Linked DNA regions of Mus musculus: region 2 is linked to region 1. The links are chromatin contacts, called in public Micro-C maps. All regions are on one chromosome and are shown on one strand. Each heading gives the region's core, a stretch centred on a gene start, on an enhancer-like site or on the middle of the called end of the contact. The rest is flanking DNA. Distances are from core to core; before and after follow the strand shown. Region 1 holds the start of Pebp1 (phosphatidylethanolamine binding protein 1). Region 2 overlaps Ksr2 (kinase suppressor of ras 2).

Region 1 (3,572 bases), core at 568-3,067:
CTGTGCTCTTAAACGCTGAGCCATCTCTCCAGCCCCGAGTTTTGTTTTTTTTTTAAAATTTATTTATTATTATACATAAGTACGCTGTAGTTGTCTTCAGATGCACCAGAAGAGGTCGTCAGATCTCATCATGGGCGGTTGAACTCAGGACCTTTAGAAGAGCAATCAGTGCTCTTACCTGCTGAGCCATCTCAGCAGCCCCCAGTATTTTTGTTTTAGTCAGATTCTCAACCCTGTAACAAATACCTGGGAAAACAAAGTTATAGAGGTTCGAAGTTTGAAACACTTAGGCCCATGTTCTTGGTGGCTAGGGGAGGGGAATCCCAAAATTAGGGACCTGGGGAGGAATCCCACCCTTTAGAATACTCAACAGGTGGGGAACTTCGGCTATTGATTGACAGGGGTACTTTCTGGATGGAGTCCATTTGATCCATGAGATGTAGATCTGAGTGGGTTTCCTGGAGCTTACAAGAGTCCTGAGGTCCATCCCTGGCACCACGTGGTACAACAGAAGGAGACGTGGACTCTCACATTTTTTCTCTGACCTCTATACTTGGACCTGTTGCAGGCATGTCCAGTATCTTCCCCCAACCCCCCACATATAATTAATAAATAAGTGAAAAAAATCAGTGAGAGCTGGGTGTGGTGGCACAGGTCTTTAACCCCTGCACTCAGGATGCAGAGGCAGACAGAGCTCTGAGTTGGAGACCAGCCTGGTCAACAGAGCGAATTCCAGGACAGCCAAGCCTACAGAGAAACCCTGTCTCAACAATAACAATAACAACAACACCCCAAACCAGCAAACAAACAAATCCGGGATCATATCGTCCCTGAAGGGTAGAGTATTCTATTAGCTACCACACTGTAAAAACCTAGTTTCATACATTTCTGACTACTTCCAGTCTTGGGAGGCTGCTGGTATCTAACTGCAAAGTTGGCGATGGCCGGTCCAGCTTTGCTTACCCTCAGTCTGGTCCTGTCAATCACACTTTCAATATCTCTTTCAGGACCCCTAGGATGATCTGGGAACCCCCCAGGAGATACCCACATTCTGAAGCTAACGACTGGCAACCTGAATTCCACTTTGTCTTGTAAAGTCACACTGTCTGTAAAAGGTCTTGTTCCAGCCCTTCAGGATCTCAGCAGTTGCTACTTGAAGGCACCGTGAAGATGGGGCTTGTAGTCTATCAACATTCACTCTTAGGAGGCAGAGTTGTCATTGAAGCCTCAACCAAGATCCAGCCATTCCTCTCAACCATGTGCGTGCAATTCTGCCCAAATTTACAGGCACAACATTTGGAAGGTTAAATGATGAGAGTTTCCGGTGTGGGCATTTAGGCGGCGATGGAAGGCCATCATCTGTGCAGAACTTGCAGAACTGCTGCTATGGAGTCACCTGCACTCCGCGGTTAAGCCCAACCAACACACTGATTGATTCCCGGGAGGTTGAATTTCGTTGGCATTTAAAGAACTTTTAAAACAACAACAAAAGATAACGCAGGGAAGAAACCTGGCTCGTTTGAAGAAGTGCTAGGGAGAAAGCATGGCCTTATCTCCGGGAACTGCGAAATGGGGCAGAGAGTCCTTCAAATGCAAAGGAGAAGCCGCAACATTAATCTGCACCACAGCCATGCACGCACTGGCCTGCAGGCACAACCCGCGAAGTTTCGCAGTGACCCTGGCGCTCGGACCGCCCAGCTCCGGCTCAGCCAATCAGAGAGCGAAGGGGCGTGACCCGACCTGCGGTTGGTCCCGGGGCGGCAGTCAACTGCGCAAGCGCTTTACGTTAACAGCGCTCGGGACTCGGCGTGCGCGTGCCTTCCAACTCTCCATCGCCATGGCCGCCGACATCAGCCAGTGGGCCGGGCCCTTGTGCTTGCAGGAGGTGGACGAGCCGCCCCAGCACGCCCTGCGGGTCGACTACGCCGGGGTGACGGTGGACGAGCTGGGCAAAGTGCTAACGCCCACCCAGGTACGGTGTGGGCCCGCCGCCGGGGAGACCGGGGGACAGCGGGGCGGAGCAGGCCTCGAGCTCAGCCTTTGTATACCGGACGGGAGCGTCACCCGACAGCCGAAAGCCTCTTCTGTAACCTTCTAATGTCCCGAGCTTGCAATCACCTCCTCAGGGAGCAGCCCGCACTTTATTAATGATTCCGGGGCCAGCGCTTTCTCATTAACCTGTGTTGCTCCTGGGGGTGGCGGTGGGGGTGGGATGCTGACGCTCAAGAGCGGTTCCAAGCTCAGAGAAACTGGGTCTAACCGTTCTCTTTATATATTTAGAGCGCAGGGTTTGAGATGGTGACTTGGAAGGTTTCCATTCGGAGCCCTGGCCGGTCTCCCTTGTCCCAAACTTTGTACGTGTCCTTGGCCGCTCTCGTTTTCCGAGGGCGGATTACTCCTCAGCTGGCCCCAAGCGGACCGTTGGCCACCATATTTAAAGGCGTTAGGTAGCTCGGGACCCTCAGTGAGGTTGTGGAGGAGGACCCGTTGCCACCGTCGGACTTCCTTGTCTCACCACTTTCTGTTAATAACGTGGGCAAGTGTTTGTCGAGGCTGGCTTGGTGTGTGTGTTACATGTAGGGTCTCACTCAGTTGTGGCCCTGGCGGGCCTTGAACTCACAGAGATCTGCCTGCTTCTGCCTCTCCAGTGCTGGGATTAAAGGCGTGCACCACATCTGGTTTTGTTTTGTTTAATTAAAATTTTTTTTTAGACTCCTGGCTCTTTAAGATTGGTTTTGTGTTTTTAATTATGTGCGAGTGTGTGGCTGTGTGTGTGAGAGAGCAGGGAGCTGTGGAGGTCAGAAGAGGCATCAGGTCCCCTGGAGCTGGAGTTGCACCCCCCCACCCCCCCCCCACAGGAGTGCCAGGAAATGTCTACCCTTTGCAAGAGTTCTTGGAACCCAGCATTCTCTCCAGCTCCAAGCTTCAGGCTTTTAGTAGCGGCCATACTTAGGAATTACCACTAATCTGCATGGGTGAAACTGCTATAAACTATTTTTTTTTTTGTCTCGGTAGTAAAAGAAAGGAATAAAAATAATAACCCTCATGTTTTACCTTTTGGGAATATAAGGTGGCAGAGTGTTGAGTTTTGAGAGCATTTCTAGATTTTTACCCCCACACTGGTTCCTTCCTACAGGTTATGAACAGGCCCAGCAGCATTTCATGGGACGGCCTTGATCCTGGGAAACTCTACACCCTGGTCCTCACAGACCCCGATGCTCCCAGCAGGAAGGATCCCAAATTCAGGCCAGTTGGGGAAAAGATGGGGAGAGGCTATCTATCATCCGGACACGGAAGTCCCTGCTGGACAGGGATGCGTGGACCTCCTGGGGTTACAGTCATTTTGTAGTGGTGGGGAGAAAGTCCTGGGCCTCGTGCAGCACAGGCTGAGACCCCCTGAGCCACAACCTCAGCCCCCCTCCCCCCGGAACAGGGTCTCTTGGTGTGAGGCCCTCATGCTTGCTTGTGGCTTCCCAGTGTATCATCTGCCTGTTATTGCCCAGCTTGAGAATGTCCTAGGTGTCTGGTGCTCACAGCCCCTCGTGTTCTGTCTCCGCAGGGAGTGGCACCAC
Region 2 (3,572 bases), core at 749-3,248, 150 kb before region 1:
TTGTTTTTTCTTAGGGTCTCTTTTCAAATGCCACCTCTCCCAGATACACACCCCACCATCTCCATTATTTACTACATTTTTAAATTCTTGTTTGGACGGGGGGGGGGATGGCGGGGGGGGTGGCGGGGAGCGCCCATGCACCTGTGGAAGAAGGAGGTCAGAAGGCAGGAGTCAATTCTCTCCTACTATGTAGGTCCCAGGATCAAGCCCAGGTGGTTAGACTCAGGTGCACGCATCATTTCCTCCTAAGCCAGCTCTGCAAGCCTCGCCTTCTCTCAGACTTAACAGCACCCCTCAGTTTTGGAATGTGTGTGGAGGTCAGAGGTCAACTTTCGGAGTCATTCTTCAATAGCTGTCCACATTGGGTTTTGAGCCAAAGTCTCTCACTGGCCCAGAATGTGCTGGGTGGGTGTGAGCCCCGAGTAATTCAACACTGGGAATACAAGCATGCATCGCACCTGGCGGAGCTGCGTCATGACATCACCGCATCATGTTGGAGCTGTGGATTGATGTTGAATGTCAGACATTAATAGTAGGCTGCTTTACAGAACTGGCTCTGTTCTTTTTTTTTTAAGATTTTTTTTTATATATGAATAAGTGTTTTCCCTATGTGTACATCTGTGCACCACATGTGTGAAGTGCCCATAGAAACTAGAAGAGGGTGTCTGATGCTCTGAACTGGGGTTACACGCTGTTGTGAGCCAGGAACTTAGTCGGGTCCTCTGCAAGAGCGGTTCTTGACCGCTGAGCCATCTCTCTGGGCCTCATCTCCCCAAGCCCAGACAGAGTCTCACTGCGTTACCCTAGCTGGCCCAGAACTTGCTGTGTAGACCAGGCTGTCCTCAAATCACAGCGATCCTCATCCCTCTCCCTCTAGAGTAACGGGGTGAAGGGCGTGCCAGCACGCTAGGCAACTCTGTGTCGATCGCTGGTGGTCTGTCTCCTAGACTGCTTGCTGAGTGTGTTTCTCATCAGGCCTCTCCCTAGTTCTCTCCCAAACCCATTCCTCGGTCTCAAACGCCACACCTGTGTTAAGGTTCTGGACTCTGGAAGACCCAGGAGAAAGAAAACAGGTCTTTCAAACAGGAGGGCAGCCCCTAGGGAACAGCTGGAGCTGGAATGCCTGAGACCCCTCCGAGACTCCTCCGAGACCCCTCCAAGACCCCTTTTCTGTACTGTCCCAGGCCCTAACCAGCTCAGCAGACAAGCAAAGATGGCTGGCTGGAAGAAGCTGTGATTGCATGCAGAGAGGACTGGCTGGGGGTGGGGATGGGGGTGGGGTGGGGTAGGTGAGGGGGAGTCCGGCTCTTAATCTCAGTTCATTTAGGACTGCTCTCTTCCTCGCTAATCTAATCAAACAATGGCCGGCCTCTCAGCCCTCTAAGCATGCTACTAATGAATTTTTCATAACCCCGCGGAGACGCTTTCTCTGCTGTTGTTGATAGTAACGGAGCGAGGCCAGAAAACATATTTCCACTCCCCTAATCTCTTCCCTCCCAACTGCACCTCCTCGTGCTCCAACCCTTGCAACTCTGAGTCCTACGCACCCTGCGCAGCAGTCTCCCAAGGTACTGGGTGTGCCGTGCTGCTACCAGAACCTGCCTCTACCTTAGGGGACCAATAAATCCACGTTAGGCTTTCAAATCGTATTTGAGAAGTGGAGACGGTCGATTAGAGGGGCTTATTCAATTTGGCCGGTGACACGCCTCGCTCTCCTATGAAATGCAGCCAGGAAGCCAGAGGAGGGAAGGGAAGATGGACTGCTGGTCTCTGGGTTTCCCAGAGGGCCTGGGGCTCTGGAGATTTCAGCCGCTTTGGCGTTTGTTTGGTTCCCTGATGCCTTTCCTACCTCTGACTTTCTGAGTATTCTGTTCCTTCTCTCTGGAACAGCCTTTCCTCGTGAGCATACGATCTCAACTTTCATGCTGTTGGGTCTCAGACCCAAGACAAGTCTCACTTCACCAGCGTCCTCCACCCAGCTCTCCCAACATCCCTAACCGCCCGTGGCTCCACCCAGCACACCTCGCCCTGTCCCCTACCTAAGTCACCCCCACAACCCCGCCACAGGCTGGGCTTCTGCTTCCCTTCCCCCAGCTTGATCCCTACATAACTCAGCCATTTTGGTCTTGGTCCCTTGGCCCTGGCCACCTCTCTTTGCCAGTGGCTCTCCCTCTGTCTTTCTCCCTTATATCTACAACAAAAGCCTTTCCCAAACTTGGAGTCGTCTGGTACAACTCCTTTTATTTCACTTTGGCATTCAAATGCAACGTGGCCAATGTCTGAGAGCCGCTGTCCTGCATCCGGGCGCCAGCACTATTCCTACCATACAATGATAGCTATTTGTACCTTGTGCTGGCTCAGCAAGGCTTCGGTCCAAAGCAGCCCGCCAGGTCACCTTTTGAAGCAGATGTGAATGGTCGAAGACTAAAACCCATGCTACGGTCTCCTCCCTTTGAGTTATGTTTTAGATTCCAGCCTGGCCCATCAGCGCTGTGACCTCCAGTTCCAACCGGCTGGTTCTTTGAGAGGATGGACCTGAGCCAGCCTTTAAACAGACAGCGTGTTGGGTACTTCAGTAATTGGGAGGTAGGACCTGTAGTGTCTTGAGTTCAAAGTCATACTCAATAGCTACAAAGAGTTTTAGTACAACCTGGGCTATGGACAAAAGTTACAGGAAGGAACCGAGGGAGGGAGGGAGGGAGGGAGGGGGAGCGACACTTATGACTCTTCAGACTGTCCTCTAAGGTGTTTTCAATGACACCCAGGAGCTCTGGCAGGCAGGTGTCTCCCTCAGTGGCTGCTTCAAGGACTTTATTGTGGGAAGCCACCCTCACATTCGCCGTTGCAAGATGGCGCTGACATCCTGTGTTCTAAGTGGTAAACAAATAATCTGCGCATGTGCCAAGGGTAGTTCTTCACTCCATGTGCTCTGCCTTCCCCGTGATGACAACTCGGCCGATGAGCTGCAGCCAATCAGGGAGTAATACGTCCTAGGCGGAGAATAATTCTCCTTAAAAAGGGACGGGGTTTCGCCATTCTCTCTCTTGCTCTGGCTCTTGCTCTCTTGCGCTCTGGCTCCTAAAGATGTAAGCAATAGAGCTCTTGCTCTGGCTCTTGCACTCTTGCTCCTGAAGATGTAAGCAATAAAGTTTTGCCGCAGAAGATTCTGGTTTGCTGCGTCTTTCCTGGCCGGTCGCGAACGTGTGTAAGACTTTATGTATAAATATTTTCATCTGTTGTTCAAGGAAATGCCTGGTTAAGGGAGAGCTAGCATCGGAATCTGAGCTTTAAGGAGAGTACTCATCACTTACTAAAAGTACAGAAATAAGGGGCTGGAGAGGCAGTTCAGTGGTTCACTGCTCTTGCAGAGGACAGGGGCGGGGGGCTCAGTTCCCAGCACCCAACTCTAGAATGTGCACACTGTCCCCTGGTCTCTGAGGACATCTGAGTGAGTGTGGTGCCCACAAACACACACAAGAACACACAGACACATACATAAGTAAGCTTTGTAAAGAAATCTGCACGTAAGTATTGAAGGTGGAATGTCACAGTGTTGGAAGGATGCTTCAAAA

What was found. Hi-C and Micro-C count contacts between places; a contact is called where the count stands out from the background.
Region 2: a Micro-C map of embryonic stem cells shows a contact between it and region 1, with 2.1 times the contacts expected there. The contact joins the enhancer-like site here to the promoter of Pebp1 in region 1. A contact is called at or near these places in 1 of 484 Hi-C or Micro-C datasets (embryonic stem cells), 1 of 115 datasets of contacts at active chromatin or transcription factors (embryonic stem cells) and 2 of 9 other capture datasets (adipose tissue and liver).

Annotation. Positions count from the first base shown.
Region 1 is chr5:117,285,809-117,289,380 of GRCm38.p6, reverse strand. Pebp1 (phosphatidylethanolamine binding protein 1) reads left to right here and starts at 1,817. Exons shown (of 4, transcript NM_018858.2): 1 at 1,817-1,972; 2 at 3,137-3,246; 3 at 3,560-3,572. The coding sequence starts at 1,838.
Region 2 is chr5:117,439,352-117,442,923 of GRCm38.p6, reverse strand. The region is part of intron 1 of Ksr2 (kinase suppressor of ras 2); the gene reads right to left. Among named protein-coding and RNA genes, the nearest start is that of Ksr2, 27 kb to the right of the region's middle. Within about 2 kb of position 1,998, at least 16 of the 459 cell types and tissues checked have an H3K27ac peak or open chromatin away from gene starts, as enhancers often do. A contact at or near this core is called in embryonic stem cells, where this site is marked.